2 separate regions of the Rattus norvegicus genome follow, and region 1 is linked to region 2. A link is a contact called in public Hi-C data. All regions are on one chromosome and are shown on one strand. The core of a region is the stretch at or near the end of the contact, and the rest is flanking DNA. Distances in the headings are between cores, read along the strand shown. Region 1 has its middle 28 kb from the start of Rnu6-198. Region 2 holds the start of Notch1 (notch receptor 1).

Evidence for each region. A called contact is a pair of places that touch in the nucleus more often than the background predicts.
Region 1: a contact with region 2 is called in a Hi-C map of liver, with 1.7 times the contacts expected there. The contact joins the enhancer-like site here to the promoter of Notch1 in region 2. A contact is called at or near these places in 7 of 12 Hi-C or Micro-C datasets (Schwann cells, frontal cortex, hepatocytes and 4 more) and 1 of 1 datasets of contacts at active chromatin or transcription factors (oligodendrocytes).

What each region holds. Positions count from the first base shown.
Region 1 is chr3:29,762,029-29,769,288 of GRCr8, reverse strand. No RefSeq gene overlaps it. Among named protein-coding and RNA genes, the nearest start is that of Rnu6-198, 28 kb to the left of the region's middle. Within about 2 kb of position 1,993, at least 19 of the 93 cell types and tissues checked have an H3K27ac peak or open chromatin away from gene starts, as enhancers often do. A contact at or near this core is called in Schwann cells and liver, where this site is marked.
Region 2 is chr3:29,717,456-29,724,343 of GRCr8, reverse strand. It overlaps Notch1 (notch receptor 1), which reads left to right and starts at 2,731. Exons shown (of 34, transcript NM_001105721.1): 1 at 2,731-3,017; 2 at 4,523-4,601. The coding sequence starts at 2,957.

The DNA.
Region 1 (7,260 bases), core at 744-3,243, 46 kb before region 2:
GAAGGAAGGTGAAACAATACCACAGCTAAGGTGAGGTATTCAGGATGGCTAGCCTCCCGGGAGGGGAGTGGCTAAAGGCTTCATGGTGGGACCAAATGGGGTGTTTGGGGTCAGCTGGGACCTTGAACGCAGGGAAGAGGGCGCATCTGGGAAGCATGGGTCTCCTTAGATAATGAAAACCGAGAGAGCTCCATCAGGGACAAAAGGCCAGTTCTCTCTTGCCTTGGATGATGTATACTGGCTGAGAGATCTGAGATACTGGGAGGAGGCTGATCCTGCAAGAGAGCACTCCCTACTGAGGAGGAAGTCCCCCAGGATTAGCCTCATCCCCAGTGGTTTCAGGGGCTGAGTAGTGTCCTCTTGAAATTCTTGTGTTGAAGCCCCAACCCCCAGGGCCTCAATATGTAGCTTTTGGGGACAGGGCCTTTAAAGAGCTTGTGTTAAGAAGTGGGGTGTGAGAGAAATCCCTAGGCAATATGACAGATGTCTTCCTTACAAGAAGAGACCAGGACACACCGGGAAGGATGGTCACACCAGGGACCAGGGAATAGATGGCCTTTGCAGTCTTAGAAGGATATCTTTAGAGGAACCAGCCCTGTGACCTACAGGTTGGCCTTTGTATTTTAAGGCTAATACTGGCAAGATGGAAACCCCAGAGTGGGATTAAAACTTTCTTCAACAGTGACCCTCTGATCTCAGACCGCTTTTCATATATGTGGCATGAGAAATGGAGTCCAGGGCCTTGAGCAATCTATGTCACAACCTCTACCTCTGACATCTGGCTATAAGGAACCTTGAGACCCTAAGTTCACGTTGTTTAAGCTGCTAATCTATGTGACTCTGTTACCATAGCCCAAGCCAAGTGATAGATCTGGCCTGGCTCCCTTGTCCTCACCCCATTAAGGAGATGGGCATGGATGGGTTAATGTCCCCCTAATGCCCAGGTCTGGGCTCATGGGGCCTGCCTCAACTTGTGTAGCTTCATCCTTTCCTCTGGTCTCTTTGACAATCACACCCCCAGTTGTAGTTGTTGGGAGTCAGAAATTGCCTTTCCTAGCTTCCTGTGGCTTCTGGGACACAGAAGGTTCAAGAGAAGCCAGAAAGCCCCTGTAAAAGGCCCAATATCACACATCCTATATATATTATACCTACTCTGTCCAGCAATCTCTCAGGGCGACTTCTCAGCCGACCCCGAGATACTCCTCTTCTTTTGGGGTACCTAAGTGTCCTATACCCCAACAGGAACAATAAAAGCAGAGGTTAAAGTGCTTTGGGTCATGGCTTCTGACTGACACCACTTGAAGCTGGTTACAAAAGGCACATGGACAGTTCCGGAACATGTGCTCAGTACTGGAGACACATGGTCATTCCTGGGAGTGGAAAGTTAGTCCTAGTGTCACATAGGCTGCATGGGCAGTCATGAGGGTATGATTAGTCCTAGAATAATGTGATCAGTTTGGGGTGCATGAACTCTGTCCTGGGAAGGGGGGTGAGGTAAATGATCAATACTGACATTTCAAAGACACATGACGTCTGGGGTCATGTGGTCAGTCCAGGAAGACATGTAGTCACTGTTAAGAGCATGTGGTCTGTCCTCATTGGACAGTCCTAGGGGTGCACAGTCAGTCCTGGGGGACATACAGTCAGTTCAGGGGGTTGCATGAACAGCAACCCACTCTGTGACCCACAGGACCCAGGGTCAGCCAGTGGGGCTGGGCAGTAGGTAGCTACCTTGGCTACTGGTGACTAACATGCCAGTTTCTGGGAACCCCTGCCTCTGTATCCTGATGGCCCAGGACTCAGTATGGGGTCATCTACAGGAAGACGTGTGACTGTGGCTAAGGCCAGTACTGGGTGGGAAAGGAGAGAGGGCTGGAGAAAGGACAACTCTCTGGGCCACCAGGCAATGGACGGCCTAGCTGTCCTAGACCTCTCTGGCCCAGCATTCCTTCACTCTTGGACAGGGGTCAGAGGCCTGGATGTCACCCACAAAGGGGACTGCATGAGTCTCCTTCCTGAGTCTCTCTTCAAGGCCCTCATACTCAGGGTCTGTGACAGGCCCTATATATGGAGCTCACAGTGGGCACAGCCTTCCCACGGTCTGGGCAGTCCTGGGTCTCACCACTCAGAGGGTCTCTGCCTTGATGCTGGACACAGGCCACTTGTTAGCAGGGGTGGGACGTGGGGCAGCCCCCACCAGGCTTCCTGGGCCGCAGTCCAAATGCTGTTTGCTCTTCTGTTTCCTTCTGGGAAGATTGTGGGAGGGAGGAGGTCTAGCAGGGTCACAGTTGGGGCCCGGCCTGCTGAGCAAACTGCAGCCAGATGAAACCCTCCCTCTTCACTCCCGTTGTACTGTAAAAGGCCATGAGGGAAGGGACAGCCCTGCCCCAGGCCCACATAAACCTGGCACCCAAGTTGTGGACCCAGGGCAAGAATTTTAGTTTTGCTTTTTTTTTTTCAACTTTATTGTGAATTAATTCACCTGGAACTTTTACAGGCTGGCACACCCCCGCAGACCCAACCATCCATCCACAGCACCTCAAGTTGATATTGCTTGATGGGTCCCATTCTGTAGACTTGTCTCTGAGACAGTGACATAAATTGTGGCCTGCTATGTGACTTCCGCAGCTTTCTGAGTTCCTTCTAGGTTCCTCCTAGACCAGCAGCTGTCAGACCATCTTTCCTTATTGTGGCTGGTCCGTCTGAGAGCTGAGTCACGCTTGTGTATCTGCCATCCACGATAGCCAGGCCCAGCTCCCCTCAAACAGCTAAGCTTTTTGGGCTGCAGGTTTCAATGCCTTGCTTTCTGTGGATGTGATATCCTCGCAGGACATTTAGTCTGTGGCCATGCTTAGTGACAGGATCATCTGGTACCGGCTTCCAGCGGAGACGTGGGTTTAGAGATGGATATCTGAAGCTGGTCCCCACTGGCTAGTTTTTTCTAGGCTTTCTCCAGGGGCACAGGACCCTTCTACCCTCAAGTCCCACACTCTGCTCAAGGCTCAGCTTGGCTATTGAGCTAGAGAACCTGGAAACTGAAAACTCACGTGTGTAGTTCTAGAAGGTTATCAAGAATTCTGGAAATTTCTGCAAGAGTCTGGAGCTCCCTAACTCCGGATCCAGACGTCACAGGCTCCAACTCTGTGGTCTCCCTCATACCACAGGCCTTTTGTTTCTGAGTGCTTGGCCGCAGCCCAGGAAGCCTGGGGCAGGGTCAAATGCACAGCATCCTGCTGGTCAGCTTCTCATCCAGCTGGTCTGGATATGCAGCGCGAGCACCCTTGTTCCAAACACTCCCAATAACCTCTTGGGGGGAGGCCAGCCTCACAGTGAGTACCATTGCCAGTTAGGTGGGTATGGAAGTATCAGGCTTGAGGTCAGACAAGAAAATAAGCTGACTTGACACTCCTGAGAGGTGGCTCAGTTGGTCAGAGCCTCCATTTTAAAACGCCAGGTTTAATAGTATATACGTATAATCCTAGCACTGAGGAAGCAGAGACAGGCAGATCCCTAGGGCTCACCGGCCAGCCAGCCTAGCTTAATCTTTGAGTTCCAATGAGAGACTGGTCTCAAAATAACGAGGCGGTGTGTGCAATGATACCCAAGGTTGACCTCTGGCTTCCGCTTGCACACGCAGACATACACACATAAAGAACTCTATACCCTGACGAGCCATTACACGCATTGGCACAGCAGCCTCCAGGGACCACCCTATCCCCATTCTGAATGCCTGTCATTTTTCCTCCAATGGCCTGAAAGGTGAGTGTGCCATCTACATTTGTGGGGAAACTAAAGTTTGGGTCACTGTTTCCCTCCAAGATGGCACCCGGCAGGTACTGGGGTATCTGGACAGGAGCAGCTGTAGTACCCTAGCTCTCCTGTTTCCAGAGCAGCTGGTCCCTGATACTGTGGTCTTTCAAGGCTTGGCTGAGTTGTGGCACTGTGCTCTTATAGGATGTTAGGTCCTCAGACCTTTTAGCCCTGTTTATTCGCCCCTTAGAAACCACTGCTCCTGTCCTGACTCAACATGCCAGGCTCTCTTATTTCCACAAGGACTGTGGATGCTGTAGTCTTCCCTACCCATGATGCCATTGTCCTTGTAGACTGCCCTATATGGAGTCAGGCCTGCCATTTCACAGGGCCTGGGAAGAAGTTTTTGCCACAATGGCTAGGTAGAAAGACAAGAGCCAGGGTAAGGATGAAGATTGAACCCTGAGCTCCACCAGTGGCTTCCAAGGCAGCCTAGAGGTACCCAGAAGCCCAAGACCAGTGGCCACAGACCTAGCAGTATGGTTCTCAGGGACTGTATCTGGGGCTTGGGTAGGACTCTGTGGAACACAGAGTACCAAGGGCCCTGTGCACAACGTGCGTTCAGGAAAAATTTGAGGAAGAGGGTGTCAGAGTCACCTTCAGTCCTCTGGGAAGGCAGAATCTACCACACTGATGATCCCTAGGGAGGCATCTCCCCAGAAGCCTGGCATGTTACCCTCAAGCTGAGGAATGAATCCTAGACAAGCCCTACCCAAGCTAAGGAGCCCTGGCAGGTAGGAATGAGGCCACCTAGGTACTTGCCAAGCAATGGGTCTCAAGGAAGCTGAGCCATAGGAGTCAGGGAAAGAGCAAGGCCAGGATAAAACTGCCCTGGGGCATGCAGTTGATGCGTGGGAGGGGCACCCAGAGAGAAATGTGAGAACCAGCAGCTGACTAGGGCCTGGAGCTCTAGTAGTTTCCAAGACCGCCCTCAGGGGCAGCTGTAGAGAGGGATGGGTGCAAAGCTGGCTGCTGGGGCCTCCACTTGGCTGAAGCTACCATTCCAGCCCTACCTAGGGGCCTTGGCTATCTCACAGAATAGAAATGGGCAAACTCCAGCTCAGATCGTAGTATCACTGGACTCTCTCTTCTCTGGCCACTCTGTACCCTGTCCATGACTTAAGAGGAGTACAACACCTCTAGAAGTGGGGGACCTTGTGGGAGCCAGGTGTCCATACCACATACACCATTTGGCGAGGCTGTGGGCCAGCTGTCAGCTTGGCTTTCCCCCACCCAGGAGACAGATCCAGCCCATTTGCCATTTGTTCCCATTCAGAGACCTGCAGTGTCTATTTTCCTAGGAAGTATGGTCTGTAGTCACACACACACACACACACACACACACACACACACACACACACACACAGAGAGAGAGAGAGAGAGAGAGAGAGAGAGAGAGAGAGAGAGAGAGAGAGATATCTTGGAATCCCAGTGTTGACCAAGGACAGACAAGAGTCTGGTGTGAGAGGGAGCCATTGCCAAGTCATCTGGCTTGTAGAAGTACAGGTAAACCAGGAGCCCTGTCAGGCCCACAGGCCAGCAGGACACAGGCTGGAACAAAGACCCCTTTGAAATCAACATCAGGTGCTTGTTTTATTTGAGCTCTGCTATAGCATGCTAGCAGGAGCTGCTTCAAAGGCCACAGGTATCCCTGAAGGAGGTAGGAGGCCAGAGAGACTTGTTCAACCAGCCAGTGCTGACCCAGGACCGGCTTAGGTTGGGCCAGAGAGGCAGAGGGAACCATCCACGTCAAGTCTGGAGACCACCTCTCTACAGAGCCCCCTTTTCTAATTAGCCCCTGGTTCTACCTACTGAGCCATGTCCTGGGAACCTGGGTACTGCCTCCTCACACCCCACATCCATCCCCTAGGCCATTGCTCCATGAGCTTCTAGGGAAGCTTCTTCCCGCTCACTCCTTCCCATCTGGCCACAGCCCCGGAACTGTCTGTCTGATTATGTTTGTGCCCGTGTGCTCGTTGTGGATAAAAGTTAGTATGCAGGATACCCAGGACAGTTGGTCAAGATGGATGTGAACAGAGAGCTGAGAGAAAGTGGGGTCTGCCCCAGGAAAGGAGCTGATCCCCAAACCAGGACTGTTTAGCATGCTACAGTGAGAGCCTCAGCACCTGCCACCTGTCTAATCAGGGCAGCCTGCCCACTCTCAGGACCCCTTCCTGCCCACGAGGAGCAAAGGGGCTGGAGTGAGACTCTAGAGTCTCCAGGCTGCACCTCTTGCCTGAGGCAGATGCTCCTGAAAGGGTAGGTGGAGAGGGAGGGCTCACAGACACCCAGAAACTTTCCCTGGCTGCCTGAGGCCAGCTGCCTTTGAAGTGGGGCAGCCTGGGAGGTGAGATGGTTCAAGCTGCAATTACAGCAAGTTTCACTCTCTCACAGGGAGTAAAACCAGTCCTGACTCCCAGGACAAAGCTGGCCTTACTCCTGACTTGAGCAGGGTCTTCAGCTCTGTGACTTGTCACCCCAGGAGGGTGAGCGGCTGTACCCCAAGATGTTCTAAGAAGGCCAAGTAGAAGGGTCAGCGCCCTGCAATATTCCTTGTTGCTGAGTTTGCTCCCTTTTGCCTAGTATCGCATATTCTGTCTTTAGGGAATGTGAGGATATGAGTGTAGATGATCTAATGCCCAGTCTCCTGCCAACATCTCCTTTGACCTAGGAGTTTGGAGCAGAGCACGATCCTGGGCTAGGTGAGGTTCCTTTTCCTGGGGGAGCACAGTCCAGACTGAGCTACAGTCACTCTATCCCCGAGTAACATGCCAGTTCCCCATTGCTGGCTCTGAAGCCTAGCTCCATGTTGATGGGGCAGCACGCTTAGGGCTGGGACTCCTTCACTTTTTCTTCCTTCCATATCTGCTTGCTTCTCTCTGTTTCTCCTTCTATTTCTCTCTCCATCCCTTTATCTTCCCGTCCCTCCCTCCTTCTATCTCCCTACCACAAAAACAAAAACAAAACAAAAACAAAAACCACTCTCTGTGTCTGGTAGACCTTAGCAAGGTCTAGAGCTAGCTGCTTTGCCTTGAAGGAACACCTCGGAAAGGCTCCATCACAGATAGGATCTGGCAGAGCATCTCAGATGGACCAGTTCAACCCAGGGTGGGTTAGGGTCACTAGGCTTCCCAGAGGAAGAGGTTTCCTTGACCCTAGCAAAGAGGAGTGGAGGCAACTCCAGGAATGGTGTGCAGAATTCCTGGGTATATTTTGGTGTGCAGTGGCAGAGGGTTTGAGGGCTCTTAATGGGCATAGTTGGGGATGAGCATCAGATTTGGGGACAAGCTTTCAGGCAGGGGAGCTTGCGTCCTGTGGATAGAGGAAGCCAGGGGTCTGCTGACAGAGGAGGGTCTGGCCGCTTCTTCCCTTCATTCTTCACCATTGATTTGAACAGAGCTTTGCAGCGAGTCTGGCCTCTTGTTTAGGAACAGCTTTGGGAATACAACC
Region 2 (6,888 bases), core at 1,482-3,981:
ATCAGCGAACCTCACAGAGTATTTGGTACTGAGATCCAGCAGGGTCAGACCCTTCCACAGAGACCCAAGCAGACAAGGTATCACCAAGGCTCGTCTGACAAGAGTTTTTGGGAAGAAAGCCCAGAACTGGGGGGTGGGGGTGGGGAGGGCATCTTGCGAGACAGGGGCCCTGGAATGTGCTTTTGCATTGGCACAGCTGGGGTAACCAACACCAGTCACAGGGGAGCCAGCTCTGGCCTGCCCGTCTGGAACTGAAATCACATATAGAGATATGGTCAAACCTCCGAAAAATGTTCAAAGCGGTACTCAAAGTGAAGAAGGGTAGACAGGAGCTACAGACTTAGTAGGGGAGAAGCTGCCTGTTCGGATGGCACCCCACTCAGGACAGAACACTCACCACCACGGACCACTCCATGCTCATACCCCTTCCCTGTGTTGTCTCCGTTGTCACTCCAACCAAGCATACTGTGTGCCCTGGGCTGACTTGACCTAGAGTTATTCTCCTAGGGATACTTCTGAGCCTCTCCTGAGAACTGGGTAGTCTCACTCTACCTGCATTCAAACTTCCGGGTCCCGCAGGGCACAAGTGCCAAGGTGAGATCCTGCAGGAGGGAAAGGCACCTGCAGCCCAGGCTCGGGAGGCCTAACCCTGGTACTCCTGGGACTGCGTGCTGCCCATCACACCCCCGACGCAGACCTGCTCCCTCCAGGACAACTGGTCTGTGTTCATGATGCAGGTGGTTATAGTGTTCCAAGCCTGTCAGCAACAGCATCTGAGGCTGAGTATTCAGCAGGAAAAATGGCTTCCCACTGAGGTGGCCTTGCTAGGCATCCTCTTCCTTGCTTCCACTGGGTCTTTGGAAGGCCTCTCTTGTGTCTGATCAGGCTTTGGTTTTGGGGTGTGTGTGTGTGTGTGTGTGTGTGTGTGTGTGTGTGTGTGTGTTGTTGTTGTTGTTGTTGTCATCTTGGTTGTTTTTTACACTCCAAGCCCTTTTCCTAGTAGACACAGATTAGAAGGCCCAGTATCTCCTGCCTACTGTGTGAAACAGCTTCACACCCACTTGCCAAGAGCTCAACCTCAGCCCTGCCCCCACCCAGGCCTTTTTTCTGGCCCAGCTATCTGAGGGTTCTACAGCTAAGTCCCCCTGCCTGTGTGCTTGGCCTCTACCTACAAAAAGAGCCAACAAGTGTCTGTGTTCAGCTGGTCCAATGTACAGCCATATTCATTGCTGGACAGAGACAGTGGAAGAGGTACAGACACCCATGGACAGACGGATGGCAGATGCTGTCAGGTCAGCCACTCCCCCAGACTCCAGAAGGATGAGGCCTTCTTTGTATCCAAGTCAGGTTGGGTAGCACGTGCTGGTGAAGCTGGAAAAGAGTTGCCACACACCCAGACAGCCAGAGGCCTTCAGGACCCATCTCAGAAGGGGCACTTGAGAGCCAGACGTTCCTTCTATGGAAACTGCTCTCCGGGGCTGCAGATCTCTTATATAAATATTTCTGTAGCATTGGGCGATTTTTCTCGCGGGTGTTGACCCCGTGTTGCCAACCCCCAGGCTTGAGGCCAGCTTCTGAGAGGAGCAGGAGAGGGGGGGTCTGGACAGCTGTTGGCACTGGCCCTTCAGTGCCTTCTAGAGACAGGTGTGGCAAGGGAGATGGGAGGCTCGTAGGACAATATAAGCCTGGGCCCTTACCCTGTGTCACACTCACCATCCTGTTTTGGGATGGGAAGGTGTTGTTTGTGCCAAATTCCATTGAATTTTGGCCGCAAAGGGATTAGGAAGATATCTTGGATGTCCAGTGCTAAGCAGCTTAGCACAGGATGTCCAAACCTCAAGGTGGAGAGATTTAAAACACGAGAAGAAGCTGGCGCTAGCATCATTGTAATGGGACAGCACTTTTCCGGGCCACCTAAGTGGCAGAGCCAGGGACCAGTGAGAAGAGTTACCGTGGAACGTCTAGACTCGGGTCCCTGCTGGGACTGGAGAGCGCAATCTGTCTAGCAAGGCACCGGTCCTTGGGGAGTTCCCTTGGGGAGCCCCGAGCTCCCTTCTACAGAGGCTGCGGGCGCGATGCCACCATCCTTTAAGGTCAAGCGTTCCGGAAGTCATGGCTAAGAGTGCCTGGCCTCAATCCTCCTGATGCCTATAGCCAAGACCAAACGACTCCCAAGAGTGGAGCCCCAGGGTTAGGACGCACGAAACGCTGTCAGGGTGCCACATCTAAACTCCTGCCCCGGGAGTCCCCAAAACTTGACTTCAGCTGATCCTGCCCACGGCCCCAGACCTAACTCCAGGGTAGAGCTGGTTCCTGGTGCAGCTACGCCTTTCCCACCAGACCCGCACCTCCTCTACTATTGAAATGCAAATTCTGGCCAAATGTCGCCAAGGGCCGCTACACACAAAACCTGATCCTTCCGCAGCCCCAGTTCAAACTTTTGGTCTATGTAAACTTTCGAACAAGAAGTAGTCCCTAGGTGCCTGTTCCCTACACCATGCCTTCTTGTCTTGTGAACCATAAGATCCTGACTAGAGACGCTCTCCCTAGCCCGGGGAGGCGCAGAGCCCACCAAAGCGTTGAGAGAGACAGGGTCCACAAGGGGAGTAAGGGTGCGCAGGAACCGGGGGCGGAGCGCGGTGGGATGGGGCGGGGCAGGGGCGGGCCCGCACGGGGGCGGAGCGCACGCCTGCCCTGAGCCTCACTAGTGCCTCTGCCGCGGGAGGGAGCGCAGGGGCGTGGGGCGCAGGGCGCGGGTGCGAGCGCAGTGAAGGAACGAGCCTGGGTGCCTGTAGTGCCGGGGAGACCCTGAGAGCCCAGCGCCGCCCACCCGCCAGGAAAGAGGGCAGCAGCGGGTGGACGCCCGCGGGACCGCCCGTGGTGCGCGTGAACGTCCGATCCCCGCCGGCCACCGCAAGAGGCCGCCGCCCCGGCAGCGGGCAGCTGGCGAGCAGGCATGCCGCGGCTCCTGGCGCCCTTGCTCTGCCTAACGCTGCTGCCCGCGCTCGCCGCAAGAGGTAGGCGCCCGCGAGCCCGCAACTTCGGGCGCCCTTCGGAAACTTCTGGTGCGCCCTGCGCACTCTCTGGGTAGATAGGATTAAGGGACCAGATGCCAGAGCGGGTGGACGGGACATGGAACCTGATGTCCTGGTGTATGAGAGGGACTCCTCCTTCCAGGGGTACCGATTTTTCTCATAGCGCCCAAAGACGCTGAAAGTTTGGTATGGGGCTCTGGGGCTTCGAGGCCGGGTGGCCCGGGAGGCCCAGCCCTGGCTCGCACTTGGGCAGACACTCCTGGGGCTCGCCTCGGGGGCGGACATGCTGCTTGCGCCTGCTACTTTTCGATTTGAATCGAATCGGTTTTGGTTTCCTGTTGCTTCTTGGGACCATTTATTTTCTTTCTTTTTTGCCTCCGGCCCGTGCTGGGGCGGATGTTGGGGTGCAGTATGAGGTCAGGGGCGCTATGCTCGCGTTGCTTACTTAGAGCAGGGCGGAGACGATGTGCCCTGACTTCTAGTATGGGGTTTCAGGATCACTGTCCCCTAGCCGGAATCAAACTTTAGAAGAGGGGCGATGTGCAAGCGGCAGCCTAGGGTGGGGGTGGGACTGACTCACTTTGGAAGTTTGGAAATCCTGCGCCGATTGGAACGGGGGTGGGGGGGGGCGCTTATTTCCCTGCCGGCTCCAGGAACTGGGGACTCCTGTCGTAGTAACCAACTGCACTCTTCTCCCAGTAGTTGGAGAGAACTGCCTACCCTTTCCTTAAAAGTGGGGTTTTATGTGATGCTCCAGTTTGGCCCCCACTTCGGGGCTTAATTTCTTAAGATGGGGTGGGAGGGGCTTGATTAATAGCCCCTTCCCGAGAATAGGGTGGAATTCCTTCTAAGTGAGGTTTCTAAGACCCCCTCCCTGGGTGCGGCGGGGGCTGCCCCTGGAGATGCCTGCGAACAGGTATTGGGTGTCGGAGGAGGCGGGGCAGGTCTCCGGGTGCGGCCCCGCTGCCCCAGGAGGCGGCCCTGGCGCGACAATGGGCCGCTCTGATTCCCGGGCCGGCGCTTTGTTGGAGGGCGGGGTGGCGGGCTCCGCAGCTGTCGCTTTTTCCCACGATCCGGGGAGCTGAGTGTGGCCACCCCCTCCCTCCTGCGGCCCCCTCGTATCTTGTGTTTGAACTGAAGCAAGGGTGGAGGTTGGTCGGGGGCTTTTTCTGGGCTCCTTAATCCACTCCCACTTCGACTGCGTGGTTAGAAGTTTGGGAGAATTTCCTAAGTTTTTCTGTTGCCGTCCACTTCGCCTCACTGTGAATGGGGCTGTACACCTGCCACATAGCCAGCCTATCCCTTCCCCACTAGTTTTTGACTGCCACGCTGTGAGCAGAACATTGATCCGTAAGGGCTACCCAGAAGCTCCCCCTCCCACGCTTCACCTCCGGACTGCCAGTAACTCTAGTACATAGGCACCATGGCTTTAGTCTCCGTCCACCGGCAGGACCGAGACTGACCTCTCTCTTCTGACCCTTTCCCAGGCTTGAGATGCTCCCAGCCAAGTGGGACCTGCCTGAATGGAGGGAGGTGCGAAGTGGCCAACGGCACTGAAGCCTGTGTGTGAGTACCGCCCCTGAGGGGACCTGTTGCTTTTGTCAGAGCAGAGCCCCTGCCTTCTGGGGACAGAACACTGGGCTATTGTCTTCGGAAGACAGCCCAGAGGTTGAGTGCAGTCACGTGCTGACTTTTATTGGACAAAGTCTGGCAATTACTTAATCACCAGCAATTATGCCTCGTGTGGAGCTACTCTGGCCCCTGGAGGTTGGCACGCTCCCTCGTGGGCCCTCAGGCTCCTGGGAATCCACGGCACCCTAATTCCTGTTTAAAATACTTGAGAAACAGTTGTTTTTGGTGATGAGACTGAAAGTCTGAGCCCCCGCCCCTTGTCACCTGAGATCCCATTCTGAGCAAGAGTGCCCTAGGTAGGAAATTGAGTATTGCGTGTGTTCTGGTTTTGTTGGTACTGGTGTTTTGGGTTTTTTTTGTTTGTTTGTTTGTTTGTTTGGTTTTTTTGTAGACAATATCTCACAATGTATCTCTGGCTGTCCTCAAACTTCACTATGTAGACTTTGAACTCAAGAGATCTGCCTGCCTCTGCCCAGTGGAAATTTCCTATTTTAAGACAAGATCCACCTCTCCCTGAGGTTAGGAGAAGTTAGAATGGTCCTTGTTGGTACTGCTGTCTGGGTGGTGGGTGTAAGTGCTGGAGTCTGTCTTCTGTCTTGGCAGCTGCAGCCCCACCTCTGCACTGTGTTCCAGGGGTCCTCAGCCTCAGGCCATCAACTGTGCAGCTGGCGTGATTTGGGGATGGGAAGGAGTAGGCAGCCAGGGGAAGTCTGCTGGTGCTAGGGCTCGTGCCTTTCAACTTGAGCTCCTCCCCGATGAGACTAGCAAGGTGCTGGAAGCTGAGGCCTCCCCTGGAGGCTGGAGACAGAGAAGGCTCCAGCCTGCATGGCGCGCCCTCATTCCAAATGCTGAAGGGCCCATCCCCTTGACAACGGTGCTGCTGCCTCCAGTACCCAGCCTGTGGGCTGCAGCCCCACCTCCCTGGCTGGCCCGCCCTGTACTGAAGCCAATTAAGCTGGTCTGTGAGCAGTTTATTGGACAAAGCCGATTGTGCCTCTGTCAGACACTAATGAATGCACACTACTTTTTTTTTTGCTTTTTTTTTGGGGGGGCCTCTCTCCCCCTTGCAGAAGCCTCACGGACGCTTGATGCCCTAAATCTTATTTCCTTCCATTCAGAGGCCGACAGCTGGGATTCAGTAGAAGGGCAGCAGCTATTGTTGGGAGACGATTAATGCTGTGTGATTAATTATGCGTGGCTTCCCAGAATGTACAACCCCCTTCCCCCGCCACTGTGCTCCTTGCTCTGCCTGCCTCACTCGCAGGGCAGGGCTGAAAGGCTTCTTCCTTCTGCCCAGGACTTGGAGGGGTCCTGCCAGACTGGAGAAATTGAGGGTAGTTTCTTCTTAGCCCCACCAGAAAAGGGGCACGGTCTGGTCTGCTGCCTGCCATACTTGGTAGAGTCGTGCATGGGGGTACAGTCCCTTTGCTGCAGTCCCCCAATAGCTCGTGTCTTAGTATCTGTGTGAAGACCTCTTGAGCCAAAGGCACAATGGTGCTGTGCTTTCTTTCCCACCTCCCAGAGTTGGGGAAGCTGCTTACAAATCCCTTGCAGTACAGGCCAGGCCACTGAAAGGATCTCAGTGCCAGGCCTTCTGTCTTGCACTAGATCCTAAGGCCCTTCCTCCTTGGCAGAAAACTCGCTTCAGTTTGGCTCAGAGTTCCACTGAGTTCTATCCACAGAGGCCCCATTGTGCTCACTCCGTAAGTCCAATGAGATGAAAGAGATATGCTCACTTCTGGTCAGCAGAGCTGGAGGCCAAGGCTACAACCAGGCCTGGCTGGTGATAGGCACAGGTCTGGACTCACTGTGCAATTTGGGGTGGGGGGCTTACAGCCAATCCACAGAGGGGTTCAGCTCACTGCATAGGCTTGGGTGCTTGCAGGTCCTAGCCCGTTCCATGGTGGTATCTATGTTTCCATCCCAGATTACTTCTTCCCATGTCCGCCGGAGGCCTGCCCAAGAGTTTGCCAGAGCGCACACAGAGGGATCCACCTCTCCTGACTGGGAAGAGGCAGCTCCCCCTTTCCTCACAGCTTGGAACCTGTAGACTTCTGTCACACCTAACCACAATCCTAATGGTTTTCAGCTTCTTGTGCTGCCTGCTCTGAGAACCTGGGAACCATGGAGTCATAGGACAGCGAATTGGTACCTTGTAAATCATCTTTTCTACCTGAACAGAGAACCTGCTCCCAAAAGCTGCTGGGCAGGGAACTTCAGG